2 separate regions of the Mus musculus genome follow, and region 1 is linked to region 2. The links are chromatin contacts, called in public Hi-C maps. All regions are on one chromosome and are shown on one strand. The core of a region is the stretch at or near the end of the contact, and the rest is flanking DNA. Distances in the headings are between cores, read along the strand shown. Region 1 overlaps Hspg2 (perlecan (heparan sulfate proteoglycan 2)). Region 2 has its middle 9.7 kb from the start of Gm52681.

Region 1 (5,479 bases), core at 1,977-4,476, 100 kb after region 2:
GGTCTAGCCCAGTGATTCGGCTTTGCCTGGTTAGTGCAGAGCTTGAAGCACAGGTTAGCCCCATGGTGATCTAGGCAGGGTCTATGGGGAAGAGCCGCACACCACTACCTCACCACCTCAGAGGGTCTTTGTGAGCTGTGGTTCTCTGGGTGACATGTATTATACTGAAAGGGGACCTGAGGGGGACTCTCAGGGTCCTTAGCACTCACTGGTGAGAGGTTAGGTCTGCAGCCAGCTTCGGGAGGTCCTGGTGTGCAGGGAGCACTCTGTGAGCGAGTACTGGCTCTGCCTTGACTGTCCCAAGGAAAGGCTAGCCTGGCTAGCACTCAGACTCTTCTACCATCAGGTGTCCAGGCCCACTCTGCTTTTTTTCCAGAGCCTCTTTCCCTCTGGCTCCATTTCCCCTCCCAGATGTGAAACACAGCTGCCTTTGCATAGACAGCTTTTTTTTTTTTGCAAACGAACTCTCTGCCCCTGGCTGTCTTACCTCTCCCTGAGGGCCCTGGCTGCCCCTGTATGCTCCAATACTGGGGAGAGAGCTACAGGCGAGAGCAGCTGCCACCGTCAACCTGGTGTCTAGGGCTGGGGGCCTTCTGACTCAGAGCCCTGTGCCCTTGGCCTTCCTGCAGATGTGTGTTCCTGGCGTGTTTTTTCTTGTTGAATCTCACTTTGCTATTTCCTGTCCGGTTCCAGGCTACTCCCCCACCCCACCCCCTTCCTCTCTACAAGAAGCCCTGGATCTTGCTTAGCAGCAAGAGTTTCCTTTCCAGACAGCAGTGTCTAAGTGGTGCCAGGGATCTGTGCACCTTGTGCTTGGCCCCCATAGCTTTGCTCGAATGGGCACTGGGAGGGTGTGATCATAACACCGTGACTTTTCCTACCTGGAAAGGACCCAAGTATGCCCTTTCTCAAAGCTCCTGTGCCCCTGATCACTGTCCCTGCCCCAACTCTAGCCTCTTAGTCCCCTGGTGTCAATCAAGGCCTGCTCAAGGCTGACCCTCCAGACACCTCTATTCCCAGGCAGGGAAGAACAAGCCTCCAGTCTTGTTCTTAAGTGCGCCTCTCAGAATCTCATGGGTATGCACAGCTCTGTCAAACCTGCAATGAGAAGCTGCCTCCGGGGCTCTGAGAAGGAGCCAGAAATCTGTTTTTCACCTGCCCTTGGGGGGTGGGGGTGGGGTTGTGTTTTGGTGATGGTGGTACTTGGGACCAAACCCAGGGCTTTGCGCCCATGAGGAAGGCAGGTGTTCTATCAGCGAACTACTGAGATACACCCTAGACAGGACACTGGTTTCGAGGCGAGACCTCAATCAGGCCCCTGCTGGCCTTGAACTCATGACCTTCTTGATTTTGCCTCTTGAGTGCTGGTATTACAGGCATGTCATATGTTCTGCTACCACTCCTGGAGAGTCTGAGGTCACATACCTGCATGCATAGGGACATAGTCTGCAAGCCTTTGACTACCACTGTGGACAGGAATGAGCCCCTTATGTGGTCAGGAGATGAGAATCAGGTGGCAGCATGGCTCTTTGGCTATGAGGATCAGACAGTAGGTCACACCATGCTGTCAGGTGAGGGCAGTACAGCTCTTATCCAAGGCTCAGCAGCCGGACAAACACAAAGTGACCACGTGGTGCTCAGTCCCGGACACACACACACACACACACACACACACACACACACACACACACACACATATGATGGCTGTGCCTGGCAGTTAAAATGAGCCTCAGCTCCCGTGTGGATCAACTGGCAGCAGATAAGACAGACCCAGGGATTTTGTGTCTACTTATGGGAACAGGAACATAGGATGGGAGAGAGTGCCACATAGAGTGAAGGAGAGACCAGTGGTTTGCCCATAAGTGTGTGAGTGTGTGTGTGTGTTTGAGATAAGGTCTTAGGTAACCCACACTGACCTCCACTTGGCTGTGCAGCTAAGGTTGACCTCGAACTGATCCTCTTGCCCCTAGCCTAAGTGTTGGGATTATCGGTGTGAGCCGATACACCAGGCTAATTCTGCCTTTTTGTTACTGGGCAGTTAGAGGTGATGGCTAAGTAGATGTAAGGGATAACAAGAGTTGGTTCTAGAAACCAGACAGAAAAGGACATTGCAGCAGAAGGCCCTGGGGGACATGAACTGTATAGAATTGGGGTTTTCACAAGGAACTGTGTCCCTTTGACCAGACACCGGTGGCTGAGCCTCCGCAGTGCCTGAAGCCTTTTCACCAGAATTCTGGATTGTTCTGGGGTCATTGAATACCTGGGCCTGGGGCCTCCCAGCCTTTGGGTTCCCTGGATGTTTTCCTCTTAGTTACCTGGACAACGCCTTTGAAAACATCTAGATATTGTCCAAGTAGATGTAGGCATTCGCAGCCCAGAGCCATTTCTGGGGAAAGCCTGGATCATGGGTCCCTGGACCTCTTGCTTAGCCTTGTGCTGTGCCGCTGCCCCGAACCTCCCCCTCGCTTTCCCAGGACAGATGCCAGAGATGCACTTGAGCTTAGCATTAGCCTGAGGTCGTGGGGAGCTGATGTCTGTCTTGCCTCCGTTTAGACACAAGCATTTAGCTGCGGGGCTTTGCGTGTTCTGAGCAGTGGGATGATTTAGCTGCGGGGCTTTGCGTGTTCTGAGCAGTGGGATGAATTAGCTGCAGGGTTTTACGTGTTCTGAGCAGTGGAATGTGCTGCCTGTGACCAGGCTTGGACACCAGACCTGGTGGTGAAGGCCAAGGGCTTGAGGAGGGAGGAACTGTCACAGAAGTCTACATCAATTCTCTTGCTTCTGCCCTTGTCCCCTCCACACTTAAACTGGCCACTCCTCTACCTGCTCATGTCTTTCCAGGTTACCTAATGTCCCCTTGCCTACTCTCGTGTCCTGGGTGTCCCTTGCCTTCTCCAAAGACAATGAAGCCACCTTTTACCAAATGATCCTCGTTTTGCTGTCTGCTTTCTCCAAAGAGTCCTTGAGAATCTGCACATTAGGCTCTGAGTCCTCCTGGCGTTAGTGGATCTTTGGATAGCTGATTCACAAAAAGTGACTCCTCCTGGTTCTCTTAGCTGTGGTGAATATAGCAACTGTAGGGAGCAATTGGGATGGAATTTGGATCCCCTCTGAAATGAAGAGAAGGGAGGGCCTTAGAGTTTGGCGGTTAACAGGAGAGGGTAATTCATGGGCTGTCATCTCCCATAGGTGACGCATGGGCTGAGGGCCTACGATGGCCTTTCCCTCCCTGAGGACACAGAGACTGTCACAGCGAGCCGGTATGGCTGGACCTACTCATACCTCTCTGATGATGAGGACCTGCTGGCAGATGATGCATCAGGAGGTGAGTCATGTGTTCCCCTACTAGGGATGGAGGGTTTCCAGGAACAGTTCTGGCTGTAGAAAGTCCTATGAAACTCACCCCAGATAGGATCTCAAGAGATGGTCCTACTTAATTCTTGAACTTGGGAGGTGGAGACAGAAGGATCAGGAGTTCCAGGCTAGCCTCCACTATACATGAGTTCGAGACCAGTCTGCCTTAAATGAGACCTTGTCTTAAAAACAACAACAAACCACAAAAGAACAACACATGTGGGGGCTGAAGAAGTGGCTCAGCGGTTAAGAGCACTGACTGCTCTTCCAGAGGTCCTGAGTTCAATTCCTTGCAACCACAAGGAGGCTCACAACCATCTGTCATGGGACCCGATGCCCTCTTCTGGTGTGTCTAAAAACAGCCATAGTGTACTCACATACATTAAATAAATAAATAAATAAATAAATAGACCTTATTTTAAGAACAACACATGCACAAAATAGATTAGGGCTAGCAAGATGGTGCAGTGGGTGCTTGCAGCCAAGTCTCACGACTTCTGTTCAATCTCTATAACTGGCATCGTAGAAGGAAGGACCCAGCTGGGACCTCCATGTGCTCACGGTGGCACACATGTGGTCACAGACATATACCCACTAGAAGAAACAAACAAAAAAAGATGTGTATGTGTATGTCCTGAACGCCTAGCCTCATGATCCCGGTATCGGCCCACCTCTCTGACCATAGGCTGGCCACCACTCCCCTCTGCAGCCTGGGGACAGCAGGACCAAATGGGAAAGTAGTTGACAGTTCACAGTAGGGGACACTTGTCATCCTCTCCACCTTATCTCCTCCTTGTCCCTATTTGTAAGTCAACCTGACCTGGCTCCTCTGCCCCGCCCATTGGACAGACGGTCCCTGGAATTTGGGACCTCAGGCCATACGCTATGATGGAGGCCTCCAAGCTAACTAGGCATGGGGTGTGGGTGGGGTAACTGTCCTGTGTTCTGTGTACACCCTTCACCACTGGGCCAGGAGCTTACAATGCCTGGTACCACGTTGGTGCTCAGTGAGTATTTGTTGTTGCTGAGTTAAGTCTCACTTTTTCTTGCAGATGGCCTCGGCAGCGGAGACGTGGGCAGCGGGGACTTCCAGATGGGTAAGTTGCTCAGGGGATCCCCAGAGCAGGCCTGTTGGTTGCAGAGGTCTCATCTTTTAGCAGAAGCCCCAAGGGACCTGTGGAGATGGTCCCCTTCCTGCCAAATGACACTTGTGTGAGCTGATGGGCCCTAAGCCTCCAGCCTCAGCTCTGCGCGGCTGGCTGCCCTTGGGGTGTGGCCAGCGGCTGGGCTTAGTCCCATCTGGGAGGCACAGGTGTATATCCCGATGCCCAAGGTCTTGATGTGTACGTAGCATATGAGCTCGCCCAGGACTGAAGCCCTTCCTATGTAGGCAGACCTCACTCTTCTCCTAACCTGCCTGTCAGTCTCTCCCCCCAGCTGGGGACCTGCTCTGGTGACTGCGTATTTCTCTACCCCCGTGGTAACTTCTATCCACTTTCTCCTTGACTCCTCAGCTCCATCTGTGCCACTGTCTCTTCCCTCTCCTGCTTTCTCTGTCCTCCCCATCTTTGCCACCGCCTAGACATTTCTCTGCTGTCTGCCTACTCTGGTTTCTGTGTGTCCCTTCCCCAGTGTCTCTGGTTGTCTGTCTCCTTTGCCGGCTCTGCTCTTCCTGTCATCGCTCTGCAGACCTCCCTCCCCACTCATCCTTGACATTCAGTCTTTCTCCCTGTGGTCCTCTGTCCAGCCCACCTTGGCCAAGAGCCACACAGGAGGTCAGAGGCGGCCCTCTCTGAACAGCCAAGTGGAGGCCGGTCCCTGGGCCTCGCCCAGCATGGCTCCAGATTGGAACATAGTGCTGGCGCCCTGCTGTTCCTCCTCTACTGGTGGTGCCCGGGATGCAGCCAGGCTCTCTGGAGTTGGGAGCAGCTTGTCTGAGCCTCTGTACAGGCTGGTGTGCTGTCCAGCTAAGGGCTCCCAACCTGGAGACTCAGCCCAGTCACGATGAGGACTCTGCTAAGCAGGAATGGATACTTGGAGCTGGGGTAGCCTCTAGAGGTTAGGGGTGCATGCCTCTCACTCACCAGGACTCAGGGCAGCATAATCTTCCTCCTCTCCAGCCTCT
Region 2 (4,856 bases), core at 1,306-3,805:
ACCGGAACAACCTACAACAGTGTCCTGCTTGAAGAAGAGGAAGGCCGAAGCCTGATGCCAGCCAGAGGAAGAACGTGTCTCCCAGAGGGAGATGTGACACAGTTTTGGCCGCTTGTCAGACTACACTGCAGAAAGACTGAAGCTGAGACAAGATGGGTAAGGCTACCTTGACAAGAACTACTCAGTTATTCATAGCTCTAAGCTGCCTGTCAGAACCCAGAGATGGATTTGATGGGGAATTGTCACTGGACCTCATGTTTCTTCATTCATTTCCTTGATGTGGCTATATTCAGTTCCTCTGCTTTTTACTCTTGCACACATGTCTCTTTAACTACTGTACTGGGGATAGTGGCAAGCCTCATTGCAGGATCTAGGCTCAAACCCTGAAAACTTCGCTGACATTTGGGGCTTTGAGCCGAGTTATAAGCCCTACTGGTGGGACCCACCAAGGGTGGGCTGTCTTCCTTTCTCCGCTGTGTGTGATACACAATATCAATAGATGCTTGTGCCCATTAAATTTAACTATAGACAAAAGTTCTAAATACAGAGAAGTGGACAGGGCCAGCAAAAGAACAGCAGCCGTGGAAGAGAAGAAACAAAGGAGGAAGTTTGAAAACCAGGGCTGGAGAGATGGTTCAGTGGTTAAGAGCACCGGCTGCTCTTCCAGAGGTCCTGAGTTCAAATCCCAGCAACCACATGGTAGCTCACAACCATCTGTGGTGGGATCCGATGCCCTCTTCTGGTGTGTCTGAGACAGCTACAGTGTACTCACATACATAAATAATTCTTTTTAAAAAGAAGAGAAAAGAGAGTGAGTATGGCTGCGGGGTCGCGGCTCCGAAATCCGGCGCCATCCGCGCCCGGCGCGGGCAGGCTCGATGGCTCCCGCAAAGAAGGGTGGCGAGAAGAAGAAGGGCCGTTCTGCCATCAACGAGGTGGTGACCCAAGAATACACCATCAACATTCACAAGCGTATCCATGGAGTGGGCTTCAAGAAGAGTGCTCCTTGGGCACTCAAAGAAATTCGGAAGTTTGCCATGAAGGAAATGGGGACACCAGATGTGCTCATTGACACCAGGCTCAATAAAGCCGTCTGGGCCAAGGGAATAAGGAACGTTCCATATCCCATCCGAGTACGCTTGTCCAGAAAACGTAATGAGGATGAGGATTCCCCAAACAAGCTCTACACGCTGGTAACTTACGTGCCTGTTACCACATTCAAAAATCTACAGACGGTCAATGTGGATGAGAACTAACCTGCTCATGTCAAATAAAGTTGCAGAACTGCCAAAAAAAAAAAAAAAAAAAAAAGAAGAGAAAAGAGAAAATGAAAATCTCTTAAAGCAAAACTCTAAACACATAGCCAGTGTTGCTATTCTGAGAGTTTTGGGGAGCGGTAATAGAATTGTTGGATCCTGTTTTAGTCACTGTTCTATGACAGTGAAGAGACACCATGACTAAGGCAACTTACAAAAGGAAGGCATTTTTTAAAATTTTTATTTATATGAGAACACTGCAGCTGTCTTCAAACACACCAGAAGAGGGCATCAGATCCCTTTACAGATGGTTGTGAGCTACCACATGGTTGCTGGGAATTGAACTCAGAACCTCTGGAAGAGCAGTCAGTGCTCTTAACCACTGAGCCATCTCTCCAGCCCCCAAAGGAAAGCATTTAACTGGAGGCCTGCTAACAGTTTTAGAGGGTTAGTCCATGATCATCAGGGTGGGAAGTAGACAGGCATGATGTTGGAGGAGTATCGGGGAGTTTTATGTCCTTATCCATAAGCAGCAGGCGGGGGCAGGGAGGGAGGGAGAGGGCCCAAAGCCCACACCTCCAGTGACATACCTCATCCTACAAGGCCTCACCCCCTAATCCTTCCCAAACAGTTCCACTAACTGGGGATCAAGCATCCAATCCTAGGATTCTGTGGGGGCCATTCCCATTCAAACCCCCAGAGCTCCTTCATGATTGAAAGGATGAATTACTGAGTTGGGTGATTTTAATATGAATATAAACTTCCCATCCTCAGCTGTGGATTAGCAAGCATTACCACCCTGAGCCAACTCTAAAAGGAAAAGAAGTATTGATGCCACATTTTTCATTTCTTCGAACGGCAAATTGTTTCTTTTAATGATTTACAGAATAGAAGCAGAAAAAAAAAAGTTGACATTCTAATCTTGACTCATTAAAAACAGGTTATAAGAGATTTGAATTGTTGAGACTGGGGGAGACTGAAGACCAAGACAGGATTGTTGATGAAATCAAATTCTTGATTGATCCATTTGAAATGTAGGCAATTTCCTAACTCGCTGCTGCCAGTATGTGGTGAGAAATGTGTCTTAGCTGCTCCCAGCCTCCTTTGGGCTGGGTGCGGGTCCCTGGGGCCGCTGCTATGCCAACTGAGGCATTAGCTGTCTCCCTGACCTTTATTTTGAAGTCATTTGGGGGTGTTATCCAAGGACTCTCCTAGGTGGAGGAGGGTCAGCTTTGGCAGCACCTGTGGATGCATTCTGTCAGGCGTCATGGTCTGACTCAGTAAAACTGATTAAGGACGCCCTGACCTGGTTCTCAACTTCCTCAGCTTCACCCTGCCCCCTACCCCGCTGCCTTCTGACTCAGGCCCTTGCCAGACCAGTTGTTGGATTTTTCTTTTTTTTTTTTCCTTAAAGAGCTGGAAGAGGGTTTTTTTTGGGGGGGGGGGGCTTGAGATCCCAGGAATGACTTTAGAAGAAAACTGTGGGGCCGTATTCCATGCGCGCGGGGGCAGTGGATGGGAAGAGGAGGAAGGGGGTGGGAAATGTGAAAAATATTGTCGACACAGTCATCTTGGAGAATTAGGTCATTGGCAGAGCTGACAAACGCTGTCCCACCAGGGAGTCCCAGTTCTGGGAATACAGCCTAGGGAGTTCACACACATGTGCCCCTGAAGATATGTCCAAGGACATCCACCCAAGCACTGCTTGTGACCCCAGAAAGTTGGCCCAGCTTTAAATGCTCATCAAACAAGTCAGGGCAGAGAAAAATAACTTTTGTCTAAGGCATTCACCACAGGCCGGCAGCCATCGGGAGGCCACAATGCGGTGACACTCACTCAGCACAGCCAACAAACAAGTTAAAAGGGCTTTTTGAAAAATCCACTTACTGCCAGGCTGTGGTGGTACACGCCTTTAATCCCATCACTTGGGAGGCAGAGGCAGGCAGATCTCTGAGTTCGGGGCCAGCCTGGTCTGCAGAGAGAGCTCCAGGACAGTCAAGACTACTCAGAGAAGCCCTGTCTCAAAAACCAAAAATAACAACAACAACAACAAAATGATTTACTGTCTTTTATTGTTTAGTGATGCTTTTTTTTTTTTAAATCAAAATTGGTGCCGATTAGGTGTTCAGCTGGTGAAGTGTTTGGCATTCCTGCATGAGGTTCTGAGTTCAGTCCCTGGCACCCACATAAAAAGTTGAGTGTGGTAGTATACATTTATAATCATAGCACTGGGAAGACAGAGAGATGCTGATCTCAGGGTCTCGCTGGCTAAACCAGCTTAGCCTAATTGATGAGTCCTGGGTCCCAGTTTGGAACCCTGTCTCAAAGAACAAACGACAGCCATCGAGATGGCTCAGCAGATAAATATGGGGCTTGCTGTCAAGCTTGCCGACCTATGTTCAGTCCTTAGAACCCACAGATTGGAAGTCAAAAACCCATTTTCAAAGATGGTTCTCTGACCTCCACATGTGTGCTATGTAACTGGCACTCACAGACAGACAGACAGACAGACCTATATAAATAAATGTAACAACAATAACAATAACAAAACAGCAGGTGGATAGTACATTCAAAGTTGACTTCTTTTTTTTTTTTTTTTTAAAGATTTATTTATTTATTATATGTAAGTACACTGTAGCTGTCTTCAGACACTCCAGAAGAGGGAGTCAGATCTCATTACGGATGGTTGTGAGCCACCATGTGGTTGCTGGGATTTGAACTCCGGACCTTCGGAAGAGCAGTCGGGTGCTCTTACCCACTGAGCCATCTCACCAGCCCCTCAAAGTTGACTTCTGCCCTACACACACACACACACACACACACAAGGAAAGAAAGAAAGAAACCCCCCAAACCATATAGTACATTGTCTGTGGATATTTGTAAGTGTGATAAAATGTAGCACCCTAGATTAGAAAGATGAAACCCGGGGGCTGGTGAGATAGCTCAGCAGGTAAGAGCACCCGACTGCTCTTCCAAAGGTCCTGAGTTCAAATCCCAGCAACCACATGGTGGCTCACAACCATCCGTAATGAGATCTGATGCCCTCTTCTGGAGTGTCTGAAGACAGCTATGGTGTACTTAACATATAATAAATAAACAAATCTTTAAAAAAAAAAAAAGAAAGATGAACCCCAAGCTCCTCCGTTAGTTAGGGTAGGTAAAGTCCACACAGCTATAACAAACAATGTCCAGCACTACAGTGGCAGTGACAACTATTTCTTGATTGTGTCCATAAGTATCCATGAGGAGACAACGGTGCTCAGTTTGATGCCTCCTCCTCACTCTGGCACCAGGTTGACCGGCAGCCACTGGCTGCCACGACAGTGAAAAGGAGAGCCTAGCAAGACTCCCCATCTCTCTAAGCTTCATGTCAGCCAAGGGAAAATGTATGGCGAAAGGCCTTCAAGGGAGCAGGGAGCAGGCAAGAGTTATTCTGCTATGTGTCCCAACTCCACCCAAATACTGATGGCCTCTGGGGAGAATAAGGAAGAGTACTGTGGGTTCTCCACCTTAATTACATTAAGTGTGTCACTTGTATGCACTCTCTCTCTCTCTCTCTCTCTGTCTCTCTCTCTTCCCCACCCCCACAAGGGGGATGCA

The links. Hi-C and Micro-C count contacts between places; a contact is called where the count stands out from the background.
Region 1: a Hi-C map of muscle stem cells shows a contact between it and region 2, with 3 times the contacts expected there. The contact joins two enhancer-like sites. A contact is called at or near these places in 8 of 484 Hi-C or Micro-C datasets (embryonic stem cells, muscle stem cells, myocytes and 3 more) and 1 of 9 other capture datasets (adipose tissue).

What each region holds. Positions count from the first base shown.
Region 1 is chr4:137,497,870-137,503,348 of GRCm38.p6, forward strand. Hspg2 (perlecan (heparan sulfate proteoglycan 2)) reads left to right here. Exons shown (of 97, transcript NM_008305.3): 2 at 3,190-3,325; 3 at 4,407-4,451. Among named protein-coding and RNA genes, the nearest start is that of Hspg2, 32 kb to the left of the region's middle. Within about 2 kb of position 3,227, at least 77 of the 459 cell types and tissues checked have an H3K27ac peak or open chromatin away from gene starts, as enhancers often do. A contact at or near this core is called in adipose tissue, muscle stem cells and myocytes, where this site is marked.
Region 2 is chr4:137,394,421-137,399,276 of GRCm38.p6, forward strand. It overlaps the pseudogene Rpl31-ps10. Among named protein-coding and RNA genes, the nearest start is that of Gm52681, 9.7 kb to the left of the region's middle. Within about 2 kb of position 2,556, at least 45 of the 459 cell types and tissues checked have an H3K27ac peak or open chromatin away from gene starts, as enhancers often do. A contact at or near this core is called in adipose tissue, muscle stem cells and myocytes, where this site is marked.